Linked DNA regions of Anas platyrhynchos: region 2 is linked to region 1. A link is a contact called in public Hi-C data. All regions are on one chromosome and are shown on one strand. Each heading gives the region's core, a stretch centred on a gene start, on an enhancer-like site or on the middle of the called end of the contact. The rest is flanking DNA. Distances are from core to core; before and after follow the strand shown. Region 1 holds the start of NSUN5 (NOP2/Sun RNA methyltransferase 5). Region 2 holds the start of BCL7B (BAF chromatin remodeling complex subunit BCL7B).

Region 1 (5,701 bases), core at 1,516-4,015:
CCGAACGTCCTTGGAGATGATAACAGTGAAAAACACCCTACTCAGAGCAGACTTCCCAGTCAGAACACTGATAATTGCACATTGAGTTTATGTTTGGTTTAGATGTGTGTCTGTTTTCCACACAGTAGACATCTCAAAGAGACCTCTTGGTATCCCTTCTGAGGCTTAAGCTTCCCAGTGGGGATCCTCAGAAAGGCTGAACCCAAATTAAACTGGAGCTGCACTTCCCCCACTTAGCCCAGGACACAGGTTGTTCCCTGGCAGCAGAGGGATCTGAAAACTCTCTTCCAAGGTTCTGACGAAGCCAGCTGGGGCATCAGGAACACAAAATCTGGGCGGGGTGTAAGGGAGGGGTGCCATGGTGCTGAGGCCAGCAAGGTGGAAAGACATTTAGCCTCTGTGAAGAGATGCTCTTGATTTGGAACAGAAGTGGAGGGCAGCTTGCTGGGATGCACAGACTTTTCCGCTGGCGCCTCAGAAACCAGAAAGCAGGTGAAGGGAACGTAGTAATGCAGTCCTGCACAGCCACTTGCTGTCTCCCTGCAGAACGAGGCAGATGTCTTCAAGTGGGTGATCCGGAAGGAGTTCCAGGAGCTGCACAGATACATTGATGAGGAGAAGGCCACCTTCCTGGAGAGCGTTGAGGGGAAAGCAGCCCAGCTCATAACCTCCATTGAGTCCCAGGTCAAGCAGACATCAGATGCCCTGCAGAGGCTGAAGGAGATACATAGCTCTCTGGAGATGCTCAGCAATGAAAACCAGCTTGATTTCATCCGTGTGAGTATGCTCACGAGTGTGTGCTTCAGGAAGGTGGTAAGGGTCAGACAGGCTCTCCTGCCTTCGTCTGACTGCTCACAGCCCTGGGCCTTCCCCTGAGCAGTGAGAACCCCCACCAAGCATAGCTAGAATACCAAGAGAAGTGAGATGTCAGTGCCCTTTGTCCAGCCAGGGCCTCCCCAGATGGCAGAGGCCCAGGAGAGGAGAAGCCTGGCCTTTCTGGTGTGGGGCACAGATATGTGGAGGTGTGACCATGCAGATAAGTGCCATTTTGCGAGCCTCCCACCACTGACTCTTTCTTTCTCTTGTGTTTTCCAGAAATACAGCTCCTCCCAGTTCAGGTGAGTGATGGGATGGAACCGGTGGGGACAGCAGCACCTCTGCACTGGGGCTAAAGAGCCCAAGCCAGTGGGCACCTCAGCATTGCTGGGGTAATCTAGCATGGACACACTTCCCTGCTCACTTCCGTGGTCGTTGCTGTCACGATGGAGAGCCACGGCCAGAGCCATGCATGCAGCCCCAGAAGAGGTCAAGAGCAGCTGTGGAGATGCCAGGGGCTCCATCATACATAGTAGAAGGTGAGAAGAGGCCATACACACATCAACTCTGCCATGGCTGCCCATGTCTTTCCAGGTCAGAGCTTCCCAGCCTGCTCCCAGGTGATGGCATCTTTAGCCCCATTTCCTTCAAGCCATGTTTCCACCAAGATGACATCAAGATGACAGTTTGGAAGCGGCTGCACCGCCATGTCCTGCCAGGTACCAACCTCCCCACCTGGCATCACACTGGGAGTCCTGGCTTACTGGCACATGCTGCTGGGACAGGCTGCCCAGCTGGCACCACGCTGGCCTCTGACTTGCTCTCCAGTTGTGTTCTTCTCACCTCCAGGAGAGCTCCTGGAGCAGTGGCTGGCCCAGCATCTCATGCTGGTAGCAGCCTGCTCTTGTGTAACACTTTGTCTGCTTAGAGTTCAGCAGCACCAGCCCCTCTGGCTGTGCCAGCTCTCAGGGCAGAGTCAGCGTCACCTGGAGCCACAGCCCTACCTGCTATTGTGGCTGGAGGCTGACTGCTTTCTTTTCAGCTCCAGAGATGCTGAAACTGGACCCGGTGACAGCACATCCCCTCTTGGAACTCTTCAAGGGTGACACAGTGGTGCAATGTGGACTCTACCAGCGCCGGGATAGCAACCCCAAGCGTTTTGACTCCAGCAGCTGCATCCTCACCTGCAAGGGCTTCTCCTGTGGCCAACACTACTGGGAGGTGATCGTGGGCACCCGCAACCACTGGCGCGTGGGCATCATCAAGGGCACAGTCAGCCGCAAAGGGAAGCTCAGCAAGTCTCCTGAGAACGGCGTGTGGCTCATTGGCCTGAAGGAAGGCAAAGTCTACGAGGCCTTCAGCACCCCGCGGGCCACCCTTCCCCTGACCGCCCGGCCGCAGCGCATCGGCATCTACCTGCACTACGAGAGGGGCGAGCTGACCTTCTACAACGCCGACAGCCCCGACGAGCTCAGCCCCATCTACACCTTCCAGGCGGAGTTCCAGGGCCAGCTCTACCCCATTGTGGACCTGTGCTGGCCCGAGCGGGGGCCCTACTCGCCCCCTATCATCCTGCCCCCCCCCGGCGCCACCCGGCGCCCCCAGGGGCCGTGCCGCCAGCCGCTCCCCGAGGCGCCCGCCGAGCCGTAGCGCGGCCGCCGGGGCGAGCCTCGGACCCCCCCCCGCGGGAGGGCCCCTCCCGGCCCCTCGGGGAGCGCGGCCGCGGCCCCGCTCAATAAACGGCACTGCCCGAGCCGCGCCGCGCCCGCTGCGAGCCGCCCGCCGAGACCGGGCCTGGGGGGCGGGGCCTGAGGGTGAGGGCGGGGCGGGGCGGGGCGACCGAGGCGGGGCCCGGCGCTGGGTGGGGCTTGCGGGAGGGGCGGGGGCCGCGGGGCGGGGGCCGCGGGGCGATGCGAGCGCTCGGGGCGGGGCCGTGAGGGGCGGGGGCGGGGCGAGCCGAGGCGTGCGGCGGAAGTGACGGCGGCGGCGGCGGCGCAGGCAGCGCGTGGGGGCGGCCATGGCGCTGTACGGAGCGGCCGCCGCCGTCCTGAGCGGGCTGGAGCGCGGCGAGGGCGGCCTGAGCGGGCTGGTGTACGGCAGCCGCTTCCCGGTGCGCGGCGGGGCGGGGCGGGGCGGGGCGGGGGGGTCCGGGGGGGCCCGGGGGGCTGCAGCGCCCGTGACCGCGCGGTGCCGCTGCCGCCCCGCAGCACACCCGGCAGCTGTACGCGCTGGTGGCCGAGACCCTGCGCTACTCCCCGGTGCTGGAGGCGCTGCTGGACGGCGCCGCGCTGCTGCGGGCCGAGAGGAGGCTGCCGCTGCCGCTGGCCAAGGTGAGGGGGGCCGTGGGGAGGGGGGGGGGGGCCGGCCGCGGGGCCTCGCGGCGCTGACGGCTGCCCGCAGGTGCTGGTGTACGACCTGCTGTTCGGGAAGGGCCTCAAGTGCGGGGGCCGCTGGAAGGCGCTGGTCCGGCGGCACCGGGCGCGGCTGGAGGCCGAGCTGGCCCGGCTGAAGGTGCGGCGCGGGGTGAGCCGCAACGAGGAGCTGCTGGCGCCCGGCCCGGGAGCCGGCCCCGGAGGTGAGCGGGGCGGGGGCCGGGCTCTCCCCGCGGCGGCGGGGCCGGGTCTGACTCCCCCCTCCCTGTGCTCCCCAGCCCCGTGTGTCCCCCGCTACGTCCGGGTCAACACCCTGAAGACGCGTGTGGACGATGTGGTGGACTTCTTCAAGCGCCAGGGCTACTCCTTCCTGGGCAAGGCAGGCAGGTGAGCGATCCCCTGCCCCAGCCTGTGTGTCGGAGTGGTGCTGGTGGGCGGGCAGCGAGCTCCTGCAGGATGAAGGCTGGTGGGCGATGAAGGGGCGATGCTGCTGCTCACAGTGGCTGGTTCAGGGTCTCTGCTGCCACGTTCCCCATTCCTACCTTCTGCCTCTCTGGGTGCTGCCTGGAGCTGAAGTGGAGAGAGAGGAGGTGTGGGACGAAGGGGTTTCTGTGCCTGGGCTCTGGAGGGTTCTGATTTTGGGCATGGTGGAGCAGGATTGTGCTCAATCTCTTTCCTTGTGGACAGCATGGAAGAGCTGAGGACCCTCTCTGGGAAGAAATTCTTACTGGATCTTCATCTCCCAGAGCTGCTGGTTTTCCCTCCGCAGACTGACTTCCACGACAACCGTCTCTATACATCAGGACACATCATTCTGCAGGATAAGGTCAGAGAGCTGGGGAGCAGGAAGCTGCAGTGCAGAGGTGGGAAAACCACAGGCAGGAGTGGAGGCTGTCTTTTCCCCCTAAGGTCTGGACTTGGGGCTGCTTTGCTGCAGCACTTGAACGAAACAGAAACTCTGAGCACAGCCTGAGTCTGTGGGGTTCCCCCCCAGCTTTGCTTGTTTGCTTGACAAGCAGCTGGGAGGAACATGGCACTCTGGGTTGTGCAGTGCTGTTCCCATGCTGCAGGAAGAGGTTTCTAGCAGCAGAGGTAGGTGCTGTGCAGACTTGGCCCCATGTTCCAGTGGTCACCTCTGAACCCACAGCATCTGACATGACCTCAGGAGGGGCCAAGGGTAGCTCGTGTACAAGGTGCATGCAGCCTGCACCTTTCAGGGTGGCTTTTTCTCCTGCAGGCCAGCTGCCTCCCTGCCTTCCTGCTCAGCCCTGTTGCTAGCTCCCATGTGATTGATGCCTGTGCTGCCCCTGGGAACAAGACCAGCCACCTGGCTGCCATACTGAAGAACAAGGGGTGAGTGCAGGCTGGTGTGTGGCAGGGCCCAGAGGGACTGAGAGTGGCCACAGTTGTGAGAATGTGGCAGGGCTGAGGTGGGAAGAGCTACAGCCTGTAACCTTACCTGCTGACTCAGGCTGACACTCCCTTCTCCCAAGGCAGGCTGGGCATCTGATGATGTTGGGTCATTGGGAATGCCTGAGGGGACGTGGAATCATAGAGGGTCATGCCCCAGCTGCTGACTTGGCACTCTGCCCTGTATACCTATGTGGGAGAGCAGCTTCTCAGCTCTGGCTGCCCTGCAGATAGGTGTTTAGGGCTGCTGGTGGCAGCTGTGGTGAGCATGGCCCTGGGACTGGGCAGGGTGTTCATGCTTCTCTTGGGTGCTGGGTTCTGCTTTCAGACAGATTTTTGCCTTTGATCTGGATGCTAAACGCCTGGCCACCATGAACACCATGCTGACACGAGCCGGTGTCACCAGCTTCAAGCTGGCCCAGCAGGACTTCCTGACAGTTGATCCCCATGACCCTAAGTACAGCAAAGTGACCTACATCCTCCTGGACCCATCATGCAGTGGCTCAGGTAATGTGGGGGCTTGAGCCATCCCATCTGCCAAAGATAGCAGGCTTAAGCTGGGCTTTTGGTGGGTGACTACAGCGCTCTCTGCAGGGATGGTGAACCGGCTGCTGGTGGAGGAAGCTGCCCCAAGTGCAGAGCGGCTGCAGGCACTGGCTGGCTTCCAGCGCAGAGTCTTGAGCCATGCACTGAGCTTCCCGGCGGTCCAGCGCCTGGCCTACTCCACCTGCTCAGTGCACCGGGAAGAGAATGAGGATGTGGTTCAGGCAGTGCTCCAGGAACAGGGCTCAGCCTTCAGGTGTGCTTGTTTTGGGAAGCGATGGGGAAGGACAGAACACAGGAAGCTGGGAGGTTGCTGCCTCAGCAGCTGTTCTGCTGCTTTGGGGTCAGCGCTGTCCCTTGTGCCATGCTGTAGGCTAGTGAACGTGTTCCCATCCTGGCCCTGCCGAGGACTTGCTACCTTCCCTGGGGCAGAATGTTGCCTCCGTGCCTCCCCTGCAGACACACTCACTCAGGGCTTCTTTGTGGCTGTCCTGGAGCGCTGCAGGGACCAGGCTGCTGTCCCCAGGTAAGTGATGCCTTCCTGGTGTGAGGAGGAAGGA
Region 2 (5,701 bases), core at 1,041-3,540, 150 kb before region 1:
GTTCTCATCTGCAGAAACAGCACCTAGTGAAGAAGAGTACCTTGATCCAGCAGCACAAGCAACCAAAGGCAGCACTGAGATCCAGGGCCATGGAGGGCTCATGGAAACAGAAGAACAGTCAGTGGCATTCACACAAAGGATTCACAGTCACTCATCAACAGTCAGAGCATCTTGATGCAGCACTCCCCACTGGGACACAACTAGCACCAGATCCACAGTTGCCCCACAGAAGAGAGGGAGCTTCTGCCCAAGGAACTGGAGAGGCTGAGCAAGGCAGAGGAAAGCAACCTGGGTCTACTCAGAAAAAAAAAATAAGCACAATGTGCAAGGGTGACACAAAGCTCTGCAATGCAAAATCTCATGTCTGCAGCTTGTGGTGGGCACCTGCACCTGGGCATTTCAGGGCAAGAGGCCTCTTGCTTCTGTACCAGAGTTTTGTACCTCTTCTGTTTGCAAGGCAGCAAATTAACATCAGAGCAAGACTCCACACCTGCCCCACAAGGGAAGGCAATCCTGTTTTTCCAGGTAAAGCTGTTCCATGGGGGGTAAACTGTAGACCTGCAGTACTAGCTTGTTAACTGCATCTACTGGAAGCACCAACACAATGCCTGATGTCCCTTAGCCACAATGAGGGTTGATTGTGTTGTCTGGGGACAGGCATACACTCTGCTCCAGCAGCGGGCTTGTGCACTGATCAGCTCCATCAGAGATTGCTCGTCGCTGCTACAGCACTCCTGGATCACAAGCAGCAACCCGCAGGACAGAGATGCTGCTCCACAAGGAAAGGTCTGAGCAGGTCTGAAAGCAAAACCCTGAATCACCACGCCAACCCAGCCAAAGCACGCTAACAGTACCAGGGAAGAGGAAACAAGCCCATCTTGCCACTGCAGCACATCCAGCAACAAGGGAGGTGTAGCATTACATTCACAGAAAACCTCTCCTTTATCATCTTACACTGCCTTCCCTCAGTCTGGCAGCAACCAAAGGTCCTCTGTGCTTTCATCCCAAAGTCTGTGCCAGTCCTTACAGTAAGCAGGGGCCTCAGCTGCAGGCAGCCACTCATCTGTCCCCCAGCAGGGACTGCAAAGTGGGAACAGGAATCCCCACTCCTCCAGTTCCCCATTAAACTGCTCACAGAAACACTCCAGAAGCGGCTGATTATGATTCTTTTTGACGGCAAGAATCAGCATTTTCAGCAGGAACAGTCCAGAAGTGGAATAGGTAGAACAGCACAACCCCGCGCTGAAGATGTGTGCTGCTCTTCCCACCAGGCAGCACGCATCAGCCAGCAACACCCCCCCCCCGCTGTAAGGCCTTGGAGTCTTCCCCCCGCTCGGCAGGGAAGCAGACGCTGCCAGGCTCACCTTGAAACTCCAGGAGGAGCGAGGAGTTGGCAGAAGTGTCCGCTGGGAAACCGTTGGGCTCTCGGGCACTGCTGCTGCTTGACTTGGATTTCTCTTTCTTGAGGAAAGAAAGAAAAGCACAAGGCGAGGCGACGGGGCCGGGCTGCGGGACGCGCCCCGCAGAGGCCGCCCCCCAGGCCCACTCCCTCCCCGTGCCGGCAGCCCGCGGGCGCCCGCCGGGAGCGAGGGAAGAGGCGGGGCGGGGGGGGGGGGGGGGCGGCAGAGCCCGGCCGGGACGGCTCCTGCGGGGCCGGCAGGGCCGCGGGCAGCGCGAGGAAACCGGCGGGGGGGCTGCCGCAGGGCGGCGCTCACCTCCTTGCTGTCGGCCACCGGCACCCACTTGAAGATGCGCAGCGAGGTGTCGCCCACCGTCACCCACTTCTTCTCCCTGCGCCACACGCCCGTCAGCGCCGCGCCGCCCGCTCGCCATTGGTCCCGCGGCCCGCCCGTCACCGGCGCTTCCGCTCCAACCCCCCCCCGCTCCCGAGCGGCCGAGCGCGCCAATTGGCCGCCGCTTCCCTGGCACCGCCCCCCGCCCCGCGCGGCGCTCCGATTGGAGGCTCGGCCCCGGAGCAGCTCCGCCGACAGCCGCGTGGCACGGGGATTGGCTGCGGGTCGGCAGGCCCCGCCCCCCCGGGCCCCGCCCCTCACCATCTGCGGACGCGCTCGATGGCCGCCATCACTTTTTTGATGTCATCCTTGGCGCGGCTGCGGGTCTCGGCGCGCACCGAGCGGCCCGACATGGCGCCCGCAGCCCCGGCAGCCCCGGCTCCGCAGCACCCGCCGCCGCACCCTGCGCATGCGCAGGCTCCGCCCCGCCTCCGCCCCGCGCGCTGCGTCAACGCGTAACGCCGCGCCCGGGGGAAGGGAGGAGGGAGGCCTCAGCGTAGCGGCGCGCACTGCGCCTGCGCGGCTCGCCCCGCCCGCCGGCGCGCGAGGAGGAGGAGGCGCGAAGGTGGGGCGAGGCGGCCGCCGCCATCTTGAGCTGTGGCCGGCCCGGGGCGGGGCCGCGGCCCGGGGCCCCGTGCCCGCGGAGGCGTCCCCGCGCCCAGCCCCCGGTGCGGTGGAGCGCCCCCTCGCCCCTCCCCGCTGCCGGCTTCGGGGCCGGGGAGGCGGCCCGGCGCTGCGCTCCCTCCCCGCTGCCAGCACGCAGCCCCCACCGCCGCCGGCTCTCTGGAGTGGAAACAGCCCGCCCCGTGAAGGCGGGGAGACCACGACGGCCCCCCCGGCAACATCAGCGACCGCTGGGTGGGAGCAAGCAGCCGGAGACAGCCAGAGGCCCTTCGAGACCGCCTCTCGCACCCCCCGTCAGCCCTGCATCATCCAGCTCTGTATTACCACACTCGGAAAGCACAGAAGGAAGGCTCTGCGTGAGCAGTCAAAGAGCTCTTTTATTACAAATTGTTCAGTGTTATTAAAAACCAGCCGCAGCACACTGCTCCCTACAACTGCAGGGAACTGGAAAATGCTACTGTGGGCAAAGAGGACTAGTGCTTCCTGCCATAGATTGCTGCCAGTGCTTTCTTGGCACTGGTGATCTGCTGCTCCAGTCTCTCTCGGGTGGCTTTGTTGGAAGTTTTTTTCAGCATGGTCTCCATCTCCTCCACTACCGCCCGGTAGCCAGCGGTGTTGTGGAACACGCGGATGGCCCGGTCTCCACAAGACACCAGGTAGCGGCTGCTAGTGTCAAAAGCCAAGTCTGTTATGCACTGTCCATGAACACCAACAAAGCGCTCCTCCTCTTCTCCTCTTCGAGTGTTGTACACAATAATGCTTGTACCACAAGAGATGGCTGCGACATGAGCATCAGGGGACAGGGCAATGTGACATGGTTCTGTTACTTCACACTTCCCTGTCAGAAGCAGGTATGGATCTTGTTGCTTCTTATATTCCACATCTGTGTCCCAGAATTTCCATGTACCGTCCTTCGAAACAGTCGCCATCCTACAGGCAGGACATAAACCACATGACTGCAAGGAAAAATCCCCCTAATCCCCTTCCACATCTGCAAAGAAGGAATCCTTTCCTTTGTGGATAGAGTGCTCTTTTGGGCAGCGTGAGCCTGTATGCATGTGTATACCTGTGTATGCCTGTATGCATCCTTCTTTCTACAGCAACGGTCACCCACCAGGAGGAAACCCTTGGGGAAGGCGAAGATGGCCCAAGGCACTCCCTGTGCTCCCAGGAGCACACACACAGCAGAGTTTCCCCACACTGTGCAGGGCTGCAGTCTGTTTGGATGAGCTGCTCAGGCACACTGGAAGGGGTGAGCATGTGTCCTGATGGTGCTATTTCAGGCAGTGAAATAACACTAACTTACCGCCTCGAGTCATTAGAGAAGGAGAAGTAATGTATGCCAGCAGTGTGGCCTTTCAACTCAAAAGCCCTGATCACTTCCCGAAAGTCTCCACTCTTGCCAAAACACACTTCCCACACCTTTACATCAGGGGTAAAGCCACACGATGCCACAAACCTGGGTAGAAGAAAGAGTGAGACAGGGTATTTGTTACAAATTTGTTATTTTGGCTGGGCCACAGAGCTCTATAGCCACAGCCACACAGAGCTCTCCTCTGAGGGAGGCAGAGGCCACTTGCAGTCCTACAGGGTGCCTCGCAGAGGAACGCATAAGGGCGGGCTCTGTGAAGTCAATCCTATCTGGACACCTACATTCAGAACTTTGCTTTGATCTGCTGAAAAAGTTTTCACTGGTAGACTAGTAAAGGGAACGCCAAGGAAGGCCACCAGGGACAAGAGCAGCAACTCAACAACTTAACATTGAGAAACTACTCAGACAAAGTAAAAAACCTAAGTGCTGTGATCCCCGAACTCAGTGGGATCAGTGCATACTAACAGGCTTGCTACAGCAACAGGTTAGAGACAGAGCTGAGAACAAGATTTTCCTGATAAACAACCTTTAGGTAATAAAGATTTTAATTTTGTAATTAACATTTAAAAGGTTAAAAACTGCACTAAAAATGTTATTTGCTATGTACACACTGTTTACATTGGCCCACCCACTTTGCCACCCAAAGCCAGTACTGTTCTCTCCCTCAGGTATTCAAGAGATGGTTAACGGGAACAGCAGTTCCTGAGACACAATGACAAACCACTAAGCGTCTGAGATCGTGCAGGTGGGAATCAGCACTCCTGGAGGGACTGTTCTCGGGGGCAGGAATCTTTTTAAAAAATAAATAAATAAATAAAATAATGTGGAACCCTCAGAAAACTGCATTATAGTAACAACAAGCTGCAGATGATCTGATAATTTCCTCTGAGAAGGAGCAAGGTTGTTTATTCTTGTGGCCTCCCACTTCTCAGCAGGAACAGCTTGGAATACCTGCATGCACCTCACCTCCCACAGGGTGACACTGCAGCATAGGCATTGTTCATCTGGTTAGTGTTAATGCTGGCAAGGACTTCACCTTTCAGGTTCCAGATTAGGATAGTAGTATCACTGGAAGCTGTCATGATAAACTTTCCTGGGGAAAAAAGACAGAGATCAGGAGCGCATCTAGGCCTAAAGCTGTCACAGACTTTCCAAAGGACTAGGACAGTCCCTAAGCAGAGCAATCTCTCTGCACCAGAACAATCAAGAAAAGCAAAAGTAACACCAGAATTCGAGTGCTGATCTCCTGGCACAGAGTGAAAAGCAGTGTCAGAAGGCTTAACTCCTGGTTAATAACTTAATGCTCAAACCTGTGGCTTCAGCAGCTGTCAGCTGGCAATGCTGCGTGCTTCTCACCCCAGGACCTTTCCAACCCATTTCCATTTTCACTTCTGCAGCTGAACAAGGGCCTCAGTTACCATTTTCTCTGCTCTTCTATTGCAGAGGAGAACTTGTATCTACCCACTTTCAACTGCCCATTGTCACATACCTGAACCATCCATCAGTTCCCTCACTGCTAACAAACTCCCTTCCAGGCTCTGGTCTGAAAAATCCGAGAAGTCCAAGATAGATCCTACTCTTCCTAATCTATGAACTTACTGGGGAGATTTCTGACTGGTTAAAGAGACAGGTGAGACAGAGAACAGAAATGCTCTCAATATTGAGACAAGACCTCTTAATTTAGATTTTCAAGGATACTGTTGCAAAAAGATTGTGTGTATCAGGGAGGTAATACTGTGTTTACATGAAAATTGTTTCTTTGCAACCTATGCCTTCCTATTTACTTACTAGTAAACAAAGGCTAAAAAATAACATCTGGAAGAACACAGAGAATCAAGTGGGTCTTAATTAAGCCAAAAACCCTAACACTTTAAACCCAGCAGCCATTGCTTTAAAGGAAAATCAAAGCAGA

Evidence for each region. Hi-C and Micro-C count contacts between places; a contact is called where the count stands out from the background.
Region 2: a Hi-C map of skeletal muscle shows a contact between it and region 1, with 2.5 times the contacts expected there. The contact joins the promoter of BCL7B here to the promoter of NSUN5 in region 1. A contact is called at or near these places in 2 of 8 Hi-C or Micro-C datasets (liver and skeletal muscle).

Annotation. Positions count from the first base shown.
Region 1 is chr20:11,416,789-11,422,489 of IASCAAS_PekinDuck_T2T, reverse strand. NSUN5 (NOP2/Sun RNA methyltransferase 5) reads left to right here and starts at 2,765. Exons shown (of 10, transcript XM_038165706.2): 1 at 2,765-2,926; 2 at 3,024-3,146; 3 at 3,217-3,391; 4 at 3,467-3,575; 5 at 3,876-4,014; 6 at 4,426-4,541; 7 at 4,927-5,105; 8 at 5,193-5,397; 9 at 5,515-5,667. The coding sequence starts at 2,834. It overlaps TRIM50 (tripartite motif containing 50), which reads left to right. Exons shown (of 6, transcript XM_038165913.2): 3 at 547-777; 4 at 1,096-1,118; 5 at 1,411-1,535; 6 at 1,859-2,618. The coding sequence ends at 2,466.
Region 2 is chr20:11,569,507-11,575,207 of IASCAAS_PekinDuck_T2T, reverse strand. BCL7B (BAF chromatin remodeling complex subunit BCL7B) reads right to left here and starts at 2,290. Exons shown (of 6, transcript XM_038165718.2): 1 at 2,055-2,290; 2 at 1,716-1,791; 3 at 1,365-1,461; 4 at 1-23. The coding sequence starts at 2,146. TBL2 (transducin beta like 2) reads right to left here. Exons shown (of 7, transcript XM_027445916.3): 5 at 4,756-4,882; 6 at 3,724-3,876; 7 at 2,777-3,347. The coding sequence ends at 2,891. It overlaps LOC119713268 (a long non-coding RNA gene), which reads left to right and starts at 3,347. Exons shown (of 2, transcript XR_005260278.2): 1 at 3,347-3,669; 2 at 4,458-5,091.